2 separate regions of the Mus musculus genome follow, and region 2 is linked to region 1. Evidence: chromatin contacts called from public HiChIP or PLAC-seq data. All regions are on one chromosome and are shown on one strand. Each heading gives the region's core, a stretch centred on a gene start, on an enhancer-like site or on the middle of the called end of the contact. The rest is flanking DNA. Distances are from core to core; before and after follow the strand shown.

Region 1 (6,191 bases), core at 2,505-5,004:
GCCAGGCGTGGTGGTGCACGCCTTTAATCCCAGCACTCAGGAGGCAGAGGCAGGCAGATTTCTGAGTTCAAGGCCAGCCTGGTCTACAAAGTGAGTTCCAGGACAGTCGGGGCTATACAGAGAAACCCTGTCTCAAGAAAAAAAAAAAAAAAAAAAAAACAGAAACCAGAACCAAAACATCAGAAACTTCTCTTTTTTACTTTCCCCTAATCTGTGCTCAGATGAAATGACAGTAATCTTTTGGAGGAAGAACAGGAGAAAACCACATATACATATAAATACATACTACGTTGTGTTTATTTTCATTTCCTGTTTTTCTAAACCAGTGTGTACCGCAGTTTTTTTGTTTGTTTGTTTGTTTCAGTCAATAGTACATTTTAAGTATTTTAGGATAAGTGGTTGGCACATAGTTAAAGGCATTAAGTAAACAATTGTTGAACTAATGAGTCTCTAAACTGTCTAAGGTTTATGCTAATATATAACATTACTATTCATCAAGTACTTTGGTTCATTTGTTTGCCTGTTCGGTTTGGATTTTTTTGAGACAGGGTTTCTCTGTGTAGCCCTGCTGTCCTGGATCTCTTGTAGACCAGGCTGGCCTTGAACTCAGAAACCCACCTGTCTCTGCCTTTGCCTACCTAGTGCCAGAATTAAAGAAAGGTGTGTGCTCTGGCCAGCTCATTTTCTTTTCCTTTCATTTTTGAGTTCTGTCTCTCTTGCTAGCTTGGAACTCTCCAAGTAGGAGAGCCTGGTTGGCTGGTGCGGAAGCCCCAGGGCAGGATTATCAGCCTGAGCCACTAAACCGGTTTTTCTTTCAGATTCTGGGAATTGAACTCAAGTCCTCATGCTTGCAAGTCATCTCCTCAGCCTCTCATTTTGTTTTTTTAAGACAGTCTCAGTGATACAACGCAGGACAAACTCAAACTAGGTATCAGGTGCCTGTCACGCCGCCGACTCATTTTACAATTTTGTGTGTTGTGGGGAGGGGTGGAGGCTGAGACTGGCTGACACTGGGCTGCCATGCCCCTGACTCTAGGCATGAACCACCACGCCCAAATTAGATTCTTCCTTCTAAAGCTCGAGGAGGAATATACTCATTCACTAGCAGATGTGAAACAGCGCTTGGGAAACTGAGGCAGGAGGATTGAGATTTTTTTGGAAGTCATTGTAAGCCTAGCTCAAACAAACATGCCTAATGTTTAAATATGAAACATGCCTACAGTCTTAAATATGAACAGAAGTCAAGTTACACACAACTGGCCTGATCTTCAAGGTTCAAAGCAATCTGAAGAAACAAACGTAACATGGGTCAAAAATCTTTATAAGAAGCCAACAAATATTCAGATGCCTGCAGAACTCTGTAATTAGCCTGGAACTGAAAGTAAAAATCACCTCTCGGGCCCTTTACCCAGTAACCCTTAAAGGGGAAGCGCTTCGGTGTTGGCCAGGTGATGCCACACTGCTCACTCACCTTGTTGAGCTCCTCTATCCGTCTGATGAGGTACGGGTTGCTGGAGGAATTCTCAAAATAAACGTAGTCTGCAAACAAAAAACGCACAGGTCTTTTCAACCAAGAGCTCACATTTGACAGCTCAGAGCCCTTTTCTTGTTTTTGTTTATTTTCCGTTTTGTTTTAGACAGGGTCACATGAGATAGCTCGGCATGTCTCAGAGAGCTTGCCTTGTTCACCAGACTGGCCTCAAACTCACAGCAGAGACCTGCCTGCCTCTGCCCAGGACTGGAGAGCTGGGATTAAAGGTGAGCCACCATCTCTTGGGCTACAATTCCCTATGCGTTAGGAAGTAGGCAAGCCACTGTAAGGCAGCCTCTGTAAGCGGTTCCAAGTTTATCACCGTCCTAGAATTCCCACCCCTGACGAAGTAGCCCAAGCTCATCTAGAACTAACTCAACATCCCCCAGCCTCACACACTCAAGTGGAGATTAGTGGTATGTACCACGTACCACATCCTGCTTACATTTCATTTTCTTTTTGAAAATAGCAGTCCGGGCTGGCAAGAACTGGTGAAGTAATTGAGACTGGCCTTCAACTCCTAAGCCTCCTGGCCCAACACTTACAGGCTGAATTTACTGGCATGTGCCACAGTGGTCACCCTTGAATTAATTATTTAATTTAAAAAAAAAAACAAAAAAAAGCATGGCTTGCTGTAATTGGGGGGAGTGGGACACAAAGGCAGGAGAATCACAAAGCAGAGGCCAGCCTCGTGCTACATAGCAAGACTTTGCCTCAAACAACAACAAAAAGCACAGGTCTTAAATCCCAGCACCTATGGAGCAGAGGCAAGCAGATCTCTGTGAGGCCAGCCTGGTCTAGGACTGAATCCTAGGGCATCTAGGCCTAAGTAGACACCTTGCCTCAAACAACCAAACAACCCCACCACAACATGATAGGCAAACCCCTTCATCACTATGTATCAGAGCTCATCAACGCAGCCTCCCACTAGCGCCTCATCCCTCCAATCCAACCAGCCCTCAACAACGATTCTTACATAAAAGTGTTGACCTGAGACAAATCAGGAGAAAAAGAAAGGCTTAACAGCCCAAATTCATTTCAAACATCAACTTAAAAAAAAAAATCGGCAGGCAGAATGTGTAAGGGCAAGCAGGTATCAAACTTTTCCTTGCTCTACCTGGGATGGTGAGGAATAGGGGCTGGGTGTTGGGTTGTTTTTTTTCCCCCCTTTTTTTATATTTGATTCAACTCCATTTAGACCCTTCTTATAAAGAAACCATGGCAAGTTTTCAACCAAAGGTACAGGATTTTTCCTCTACAGAGTGGCTGGAAACTTCCCACTATGTGTTTACCTGAGAGACTAGACTGCACAGTCACGGTCTACCTAGGCGGCTCTCTCCCAGCCCTCTGCTGCTAAGTGGCCTCATTTAGCCAGGCCATTCCCCCACCATCATCCATCAGGAGCTCGGCTAATGAGCAAAGACGGAAGAGCAAGTCTCACTCACAAACACGCCACTTATCTGAATTATTATTTTACCAGGAAGGAGGGAGGGAGGGCGTCGTGAGCAGGGAAAGTTTGTTTGACCTTATTTCTCTCTCTTCTGCAGAAGGCTGGAAAGACAGACAGCAGAGCCAACGTCCAGGCTGAGCTCTACTCCCTACCTGGGGCTGCGGCTCCCTGGCCCCACACACAGCCCCACTCTCAGGGGGACTGAACGGGAAACCGAAGGGAATGGGGGGTGAAGCAGCGACGGTGCAGGGCCCGGGCTCTGCAAACAGGCCTGTCGAGCTCTGCCCCCCACCTGGGCCACCATCGTCCCCAGCCCACGCTAACACCGAGGCAGAAGCCGGGGTTTGGGGTGAGGGGTGCTCAAGCCCCCCTCCCTCGTGCCCAAAAGCCACGCGAGGGAAAGACCACTCAGCTAGGGGGCTTGCAGGGGCTCTGTCCCTTTGGGGCGTTCGTAAAGGGGGTGTCCGATGCGTGTCCCCAGAAGAGGCCTGGCCCCGAGACGCCGGGCAGGAGCGGTGGGGGAGGGGAGTGGGGGTGGGGATCCCCCTGCGCCCCGCCCGCGGCGCCCTCAGCCCCGGGCTCCCGGGCTGCTGGCAGTAAGCGTGCGCTGCCCGGACCCCCGCTCCCACCGCCCGCTCCCCGACGGGCCGGGAAGGGCCGAGCCTTCCTACCTCCGACCCGGTACATGTTGGCCGCCATGTCCGCCCGCCCGCCCGCGGAGCCCGAGCCGAGCCCCGCCCGCCGCCGCCGCCTCAGCCTCGACCGCCGCCGCTGCCGCCGCCGCCGCCGCCTCGCCACGGGGGAGGGGGAGGGACGGGGAGGGGACACCGAGGGAGGGGGCTGTGCCCGCCCCCAGCGCCGGCAGAGCGACGCCGAGCGGGCCCGGGAGGCCGGAGCACGGCGGGAACGGGGCGGCGGGCTGCGGGGGGCCGAAGACCCCAGGGGCCACCCGCACTAGCCTCGGGGTAGCACACCAGGGTCAGGGGCTGTGGAAGAACCAGGGTGGGGACAGAGGTTCAGCCACTCCGAGCGTCTCTCTCGCCCGCGTCACCTGTCCACCTTGGGACAGGTTCTCCTTTCCTGCTTCTGTTCCCCAGGGACACCCCTCTATGTGTGACCTCAAGCACACGAACGCCCTTCTGGGTACAACTCTCCGATGCAGCCAATGCAAGCGACAGATGCTTGTTTGCGTCCCTCCCTCGTGGTGAGAGGACGTTTGGTGGCTTTAGAGCCTACAGGCCCTGGGGCCAAGAAGACCCTACGTACTTGCAGCTTGCTCAAGTCTGAGACCCAGCTATGAAAAGAACTGGAAGCTGACTTTCTCACCCCGACCACACTGGCAGGTCAGTCGTGGCTGTGCCAAAACTGGGCTGAACAAAACCGACCCCCCCCCCCACACACACACACACACACACACATCCTCTAGCCCTGCCTCTAAACAGGCTTTGTGTACAGCGTGTGCTTTGACCAGGGGAGGCCTTCAGCACAAGAGGGCTTCCTTTGCCGGTAGAAGAACAGGGTTTCCACAATCCGCAGTTTTCCCCCCATCAAAAGGAGGAGGTCGTGTCTAACAGCTTGGGGTTGCTGGTCAGCTAACTAGTTTTATGTCAAAAAGCACGTCCTCGCCCCAATCCCCGTTTTTGGTTTTTTGGTTTTTTTTTTTTTTTGCATTAATGGGGATTGAAGCCAGGTCTTTGCACAGGCTAGTCATTTAACTATAGAACTAACTTTTCATGTTTGTTGGTTTGTTTTTAAATTCTTAATACACTTATTTACTTATCTATCCATCCATGCATCTATTTATCTATCTATCATGTGAGGGCATGAATGCTATGAGATATATATGTATAGGTCTATCATAGGAGTAGAGATTGAACTCAGATAGTCAGGCCTGGCTATACTGAGCTACCTCACCAACATTACTTGTTTTAATACGGGTCTCAGTTCAGGCTGGCTCTTGTAGCCTCCTGCCTCAGCCTCCTGAGTGCTGGGTTATATTACAGGTGTAGGATCACTTGTCCCATCAGAAAGCTCTTAAGTGGCTAGTTTTCCCATGCTGAGTAGCTATAGATCCCTTTTCACGTTCCTCACACCCTCTATGAGGTTTTGAATATAGATGGTCCTCATAGTACTAAACACCTGTAACCCTAGTATTCCATAGGCAAAGGCTGGAGGCGCTCCAGTTTGTGGCCAGCTTGGGATACAGAGCGAGATCTTCCTGACTGACTCTCCCCAATGAACACATAACTTCTTTTAGGAAAGCCAAGGCATTCCAAACTACACCCAGGCCTTGTTGCACAATAAACATTGGCCTAGTATTGTGGGTTGGAGTGCCTGGTGATGCTGATTTAAAGGGCTGTGCCAAAGTAGGAGTTGTCCCGGGAAAAGAAGACTGCATTTTGGTTGAAGCTCCTCTAGCATCCAATATTGAGAATAGCAGGTGTCTGTCGATTCTTTTGTACTCTGGAAAGCCTCAGATTCGCTGGTAGCTTGCAAACTGTGAGTCCTCAGCCCTTCTGGCCCAGGGAAGAAAACAAAAGAGCTCTGGTATGCTGACAGTATAGCTGTTATTTATCATTTATCATAACTCTTTTACTGGGGATCCTACCGAAAATATAATGTGACTTATCTGAAACCACTCTCCATTTCTAAACTGACACACATCAGCTGATAGTTCACCTGGAATAGTATTCCGGCATCAGAACTAATCCCTCTGGCCCAAACAGCATGAACCGCAAAGTCTGTCTTCTACTAAGAATGCCGCCTGAAAATTCAAAGAAATGGATCATAAGTTTTAGAAGGCTTTCTCATTATTTTTAAGTAATAAATATGAACAAGAGTAGGGCTGGAGGTGCATAGGAGATGGCTCAGCAGGTAAACATGCTTGCTGACAAGTTCGACCCCTGGAACAAATACATTGGAAAGAGAAAATTAATTCCCAAAAGTTGTCCACAGAGCCCCACATGTACATCATGGACTTCATACATGCACAGATAAACATGCCCATCATAAACTTCATACATGCACACATACACACATGCCCATCATAGACTTCACACATGCACACATACACACATACACACATGCCCATTATAGCCTACATACATGCACACATACACACTAAGTTTTTCTTAAAGTCCAGTTGGGGGGTAGAGGCAGGAATAGCAGGAGTTCAAGATTATCCTAAACTGCACGGGGAATTTGAGGTTA
Region 2 (6,191 bases), core at 2,488-4,987, 47 kb before region 1:
AAGATCTACAAATGTGGTATAGTTTTGTAAATGATAAACACACAGAAATAAAGCTAACCAGTAATAATTTTAAAAATAAGCCAAAAAAATAAAGACAAAGACAAGCACCCCTCTCTAGGAAGATCTGCTTAATTATGAAACTGTGGGGTAGAGATGGCTCAATGGCTAAGAACACTCCCTGCTCTTTCAGAGAACCCAAGTTAGTTCCCAGGGTCTCTATCAGAAAGCCAACAAAGTCATCTCTAACTGCAGTCCCAGGGGACCCTATGCTTTCTCTGGATATCCCAGGTACCCACATACTGTGACATACATATACTCACATGATCCACATAGACGTATACGATAAGTCTAATCAAAGGTCTTTAAAATTTTTAAACTGTGAATGTCTCAGTTATATGAACTATACAGATCGGCCAAATCCTGACCAAGATGGGATTGCTCACTGGACTCCACTGCCCCTGAGCTTGTGGCCTGTGCTCACTAGACTCCACTGCCCCTGAGCTTGTGGCCTGTGCTCACTGGACTCCACTGCCCCTGAGCTTGTGGCCTGTGCTCACTAGACTCCATTGCCCCTGAGCTTGTGGCCTGAAGGTACTTATGATCTCCAGACAGAAGGCTGGGAACATAGCTCAGCTGACAGAGTGCTTGCCAAGTCTACATCAGGCCCTGATCCTCGGGGTGGGGAGCTGGGGGGGGGGAGCTGGGGGGGGGGATTGGATGCAGAGGAGGAGAGGGAGAATATGAAGGAATATGGATCACACATTAATTCAAAGTGCAACAACGCTAACAAGGAGTTTAAATTTTGTTGTGATTGCGGCTGTTGTTTTTCGAGGCAGGGTCTATGTAGACTTGGCTAGGCTGGCCTGGAACTCACTAGGTAGACCAAGCTACCCTCAAGCTAACAGAGATCTGCCTGCCTCGGTACCTAAAAAGGCCCGTGCCGTCACGCCTGGCACAGTGCTAACAATCTAAAACTTAAAAGCAGCAGCAGAGCCTGCGAGATGCTCAGTGGTGACAGCTTGCCACAGTGGGTGACAGCTTGCTGCCCAGACACAAGGGTCTCCTTCTCATGCCCACAGAAGGAAGAAGCTGGACACAGAAGTGCATGACTGTAATGCAGCCCTGAGCAGGAGGACGGGGTGATCCCTGGCACCCGCTGGCCAGACAGTCTAGTAAAAGAAACAAGCTCCAGTCCAGCTGAAGACCCTGTCTCACAAGGTGACAGACACCCTACAGGACGCTGACCACTGGTCTACCCCACCCCACACTCACACACAAACCTGTGTGAACCACACCCCCACACTCACACATGCATGCACACACTACACACACACATGAACACACCACACACAGAGATATACACACCCACTCACACACATATGCGTGTACACACAACCCACAGACTAACGTGCAGTCATGAAGGAGTCACGGTGAGTAGATTATTCTCTCACGCTGTCTATGCTTCTAAAATTGGAAGGCTCAGACTTTTAAACTGTCCGTTTATAGTTTGTCTTCCATGAAGGTTCCAAAAACCCTCCAGTTGTAGAACACCAGTTTCCCAGGACTTGAACCCAGAGCACACTCACCTTCTGGTAGCATGTCTGGAATGTCAGCTTGGTACTTTGGGCCCACTCTGATTTCACCTTTGTCAGCCAATAATGTTTTCACTGAAGGGTCGTATACCAGTGAGTAGAAGAAGGTATCCTGGAAAACAAAGACAAAAGCCACCCAAGTGAGATGAGCTCGGTCTACTTCTGTAAAGTGAATTATGTAACTTTAACTTCTGAGTATATAAGAGTCCATTTTAGTGAATACGTTAATCTTTAAGAAGAATACAAAATTTTATAATTTGTTTTAATATGAAAGAAAGCCATTAATTACTCTAGTACAGAGTTTTGCCAAGCTATAAGGAAGGCTGAGGCAGGAGGATCTTTTGAGGCCAGTCTGAGCAACACAGCAAAACTCTGTTTCAAAAACAAAATGAAGCTGGGGTGTGATGGTTACATCTTTAGTCCCAGCACTCAGAAGACAGAGGCAGGAGGATCTCTGTGAGCTCATGCATGCATTCATACAAACATACATACATAGTGAGACTGTCTCAAAAGCAAGCAAGCGAGCAAACCAAAAGCCACATATATTGACTAAATATACAAGAGTAAAGCTTACATGTGTGTGGTTTTTATTTTTACTTTATGTGTATCCGTCTTTGCCTGCATGTGTGTCTGTGTATTACACACAATCCTGAACCCACAGGAAAAGGCACGGGATCCTCTGGAACTGGACTTACAGGTGGCTGTAAGTTGCCAAGTGGGTGCTGAGAACAGAGCCCAGGTCCTTTACAAGATCAAGTGCTCATGACCACTGAGCCATCCCTCTGCCCCATCCATGAGGTCTGTTAATATCACTATGCAAATTCCGTCAACAAGTTATTATAATTCTGTCATTCTCGTCCCAGCTGTAATGTGTAGGCGTGACTATAAGGATAGACACAGCTGCAACTAACTACAGCGTTTACCACCAACCAGCCCTCACACTGAAGACTCCACTGGTTCTGTAAACGCTCAGTGAGGCCAGTGAGACTACTCAGAGGGGAAAGGTTGCTTGCAGTCCAAGACTAATGACCCGCAACCCACATAAAAAGGTAGATGGGGGCCGGTGAGATGGCTCGGCAGTTAAGAGCACTGACTGCTCTTCCAGGGGTCTTGGGTTCAATTCCTAGCACCCACATGGTAACTCACAACCATCTGTAATGGGACCTGGTATGTCTGAACACAGCTACAGTGTACTCAAACATAAAATAAATAAATAAATCTTAAAATAAAAAAAAAAGGTAGCTGTACAGAAGTGAGTCTACCAAGGTGTCCTGTGACCTCCTTATGCACACAATAGCATCCATGTCTGCCCTGTAGCCATTCCATGTATGTGCATGTGGGCAGACACACAAACATATAGTAATAATAATTTTTAAAGACAACATAACCAAAAAAGCCTCCAGTGCCCAAGAGTTAATAAGCAGAGTGACCAGGCCACTAAACTCTTAGGAATTCTGCAGAGCCCCTAGAGCGTGAGCCATTTACTCAAAACCTAGGGCCAGAGTGAGAAGGAACGAGGCTCAGAGATAAACACCCACATCTCTGTCCTGAGCCTCTCACTGGCAAGTGGCAAAGGCCACTGCTTTTGATGACTCTGCCTTTAGCCTGGACAATGCTACTGCCGAAATGCACTCTGGTTGGTGTCGCCTTGCAAGGAAGGCACAATAACACGCTGGCCCAAAAGGACATCCAAAGTGTGGGCTTCGTGTGAAGTAACGGAGAGAAAACAAAAGCGGAGACGGCTGCAAATTACCTCCTTGTCAAGGTATGACAACACGGATTCTGTCTCATTCAGCAGGGCCACGCTGCACTTCCCCCTGGTAAAGAAAGGAACACACGACAGGTGTTACAGTCTCAGTGGTTACATACTAGCTAGGGACACTCAGATCCTGAGTGTAGATGAAAGTCTCGATGACAGCCAGGGACATACTGAGACTCTTCAGATCAACTTTACAGTCCTGGTCTCCAGTGACCCGTACAATAAAGCCTGGTGACAGGCATTTAGAGGCCAGCCAGTCCTGGCAACGTTACTAGACAGAAAATCATTACAAAAGACACCTTACAGGCGCTTCCTAATTATACACTACAAAAGAAAGAAACCCAGTGAAAGCCTCAGGCTAACAGTGAGACTCTCAGGCTATGAAAAAAGCATTGAGGTGAAATCGCGCAAAAGGGGTCTTCGGTCATCCCTATACAAAGAGCACATACAATAACAGTCAGACCTCTTTATGGGAACCTGGAAATAATGTGCATTCAGGATGTAACCAACTGACCACTCCTGGGACTATTGTAAAGGCTGATTCAGCTTTAAATGACTCCTGCAGAGCAAGGGGCAAAGTAAGGTTCCCACATCCTGGAATTGAGGCCTAGGGTGGAGCCCTGAGGGTGACTTCAGAAGTAAGAGGCAGGTACTATGTAGCCCTGGCTTGCCTTGAATTCACAGATGCAGACCTGCTTCTCAAGTGCTGAGATTAAAGGTGTGTGCCACCATGTCAGGCTGAGAAACTTCAATTATAAAAGGTAGAAGGACGGATGACAAATACTTTCAAAGTTATTGTCCATTGGTTTAAGAACAGTTTACTCTAAGCCACAATAACCATGCAAACATGCAAAGCCAAACACTACAAGAACACGCACCAGACAAGGCCTCTCTCTCAGATCGCTAGGGTGAAGTACTAGTCAAAGAAAAACACCAATTAAAAGCAAACAAAACAAAACAAAATACAACACCACAACTAAAATGCTAAAGCACTGATCAAAAGCAAATTTTCTAGGTGGCCGAGTGCTGTGGATAGCCCTGGGACTAGTTAAATTTGATGTTAATTCCGTTCTCCCGAGAGTGGTTGTGAATGGGAACTGAGTCAGCACTCAGGTGTTTTCCTGTAAACCTGCTTCCCACCTAAATTTATAAAATAAAGGAGAGCTGATGGTTGGGCAGATAAAAGGGAAGGTGGAGCAGAAGGTGGAGAGAGAGAAGGAGAAAATGGAAGAGGGAGAGGACGCAGAGGAGGAGGAGGAAGAAGAAAAGAGGAGCAGAAGCACATGGTCTGGAGAAACAGCAAGTTCAAAGGGGTCTCATAGATGTGGAAGATGGGAGTGTAGCGGTAGATCTGCCCAATTTAGGTGTGGAGATTCACGAAAACAGGCGTGGCCCCGCACACCTTCGTTCCCAGCACTCAGGAAGGCAAAGGAAGCTGCTTGCTCCCTGGAGTGACATCTGTCTCAAAAACAAAACAAACAAAAAACAATAATAAATCAATTTAAAATTTTTAAATGAAAGTTTTCTAAGATCTGGGTTGAGAAGGACCCCTTTTTTCCTTCTGTTTTGTTTTGTTCTGTTTCTTTTCTTTTTCTTTTTCTTTTTTTTTTTTTTAAGTTTCCTAAAATTTGTTTGTAGCAGGAATAATGGCCCACACTTGTAATCCTAGCATTTGCGACTCTTAAGAGTGGATCACAAGCTTAAAGTCACCCGAGTGAGTTCCAGGCTCACTGTGTGTGTGTGTGATTTCTTTTAAAAACAAAAAGCTAAAGGAAGGATCTTAAGCAGGTAAACTGCACTAGTACATGTAGATATTATACATCACACACTCACACACACACATATACACACACACACACACAAAGCTGCTAATTCTCCATCAGGTGTCTTGGGCTTGGCACCACTGGCTGCCATGGGAATAGGCGTGTCTTTGTTGCAGGGCCTGAATTATGGGTAGCAGCAACTGCAACATAGATAACATCAGTATCCAATTGTGACAAGCAAAGCTTCCCGGGCCCATTTAATGTTCTATGGGAGGCCATCCTTCACTGAGAGCCACTGTTAAGAGCTACAAGTTGCAGGCTAATAATCCCTAACATTTCAGAGTGCTTATTCAAGAGTGTGACTTTGTAGGTTTTTAGATTATAAGTAGAACGGGACAAAGAAGAGAGACAGTTTAGATACTTCTATACATTTCTATTCAAATACTTATTTTCTATTGTAATACTTAAACAGGATAATTTTAACTAATAAAAATTAAGAGAAGGCAATTTGGGAAGCAGAGGGTACAGCCAAGGTGAAAAAGAGCCTTCTAGGCGTGAAGCCCTGGGTCTGATCTCTAGCGCTTGGTAAATGGGAGAGGGGTAGCGCCTGCCTAGACCCATCACTTGGGCAGTAGAAGCAGGAGCACTGCAAATTCAAAGTCATCCTTGGTTACCTAGGGCGTTCAAGGCTAGCCTGGGTGATGTGAGCCCAGTATCAACAAAAGCAAAACCAAACAGCAGCGCCAGGAAGACACTCCATCACTCTCCTCTAAGTGTTAAGAGGAATTAAAAAGCCAAGAAAAGAAGGTTGAAGTTTAAATTCAGTGTCAGTGGGTTCTGTAAATAAGAGACAACATCAAGTAGTGTTAGGGGAAATCCAGTGTGTCCGTGGCCTGTGAAGAACACAGACTTGGTAACAAAGAGGAAAAGAAACAAAGAGGACTCAGAGAAGGAAAACCCTCTGCCAGACCCCTGTCCCCTTTCATTAGAGGAACAGGGAGTTCCAAACAGTGTAAAGGAAGACTGTCCTCTCCAGGTCGGATGACAGAGACATCGTGTTATCATCAGGACAGCCTA

Evidence for each region. HiChIP or PLAC-seq counts read pairs in DNA pulled down with a chosen protein or histone mark.
Region 2: a contact with region 1 is called in an H3K4me3 HiChIP or PLAC-seq map of embryonic stem cells, with 39 read pairs. The contact joins the enhancer-like site here to the promoter of Mta3 in region 1. A contact is called at or near these places in 1 of 484 Hi-C or Micro-C datasets (cerebral cortex), 2 of 115 datasets of contacts at active chromatin or transcription factors (the HPC-7 cell line and embryonic stem cells) and 4 of 9 other capture datasets (adipose tissue, embryonic stem cells, liver and 1 more).

The regions. Positions count from the first base shown.
Region 1 is chr17:83,703,747-83,709,937 of GRCm38.p6, reverse strand. Mta3 (metastasis associated 3) reads right to left here and starts at 3,754. Exons shown (of 17, transcript NM_001379391.1): 1 at 3,653-3,754; 2 at 1,472-1,539. The coding sequence starts at 3,680.
Region 2 is chr17:83,751,072-83,757,262 of GRCm38.p6, reverse strand. It overlaps Mta3 (metastasis associated 3), which reads right to left. Exons shown (of 17, transcript NM_001379391.1): 5 at 3,346-3,409; 6 at 1,587-1,704. Among named protein-coding and RNA genes, the nearest start is that of Gm46597, 24 kb to the left of the region's middle. Within about 2 kb of position 3,737, at least 8 of the 459 cell types and tissues checked have an H3K27ac peak or open chromatin away from gene starts, as enhancers often do. A contact at or near this core is called in embryonic stem cells, where this site is marked.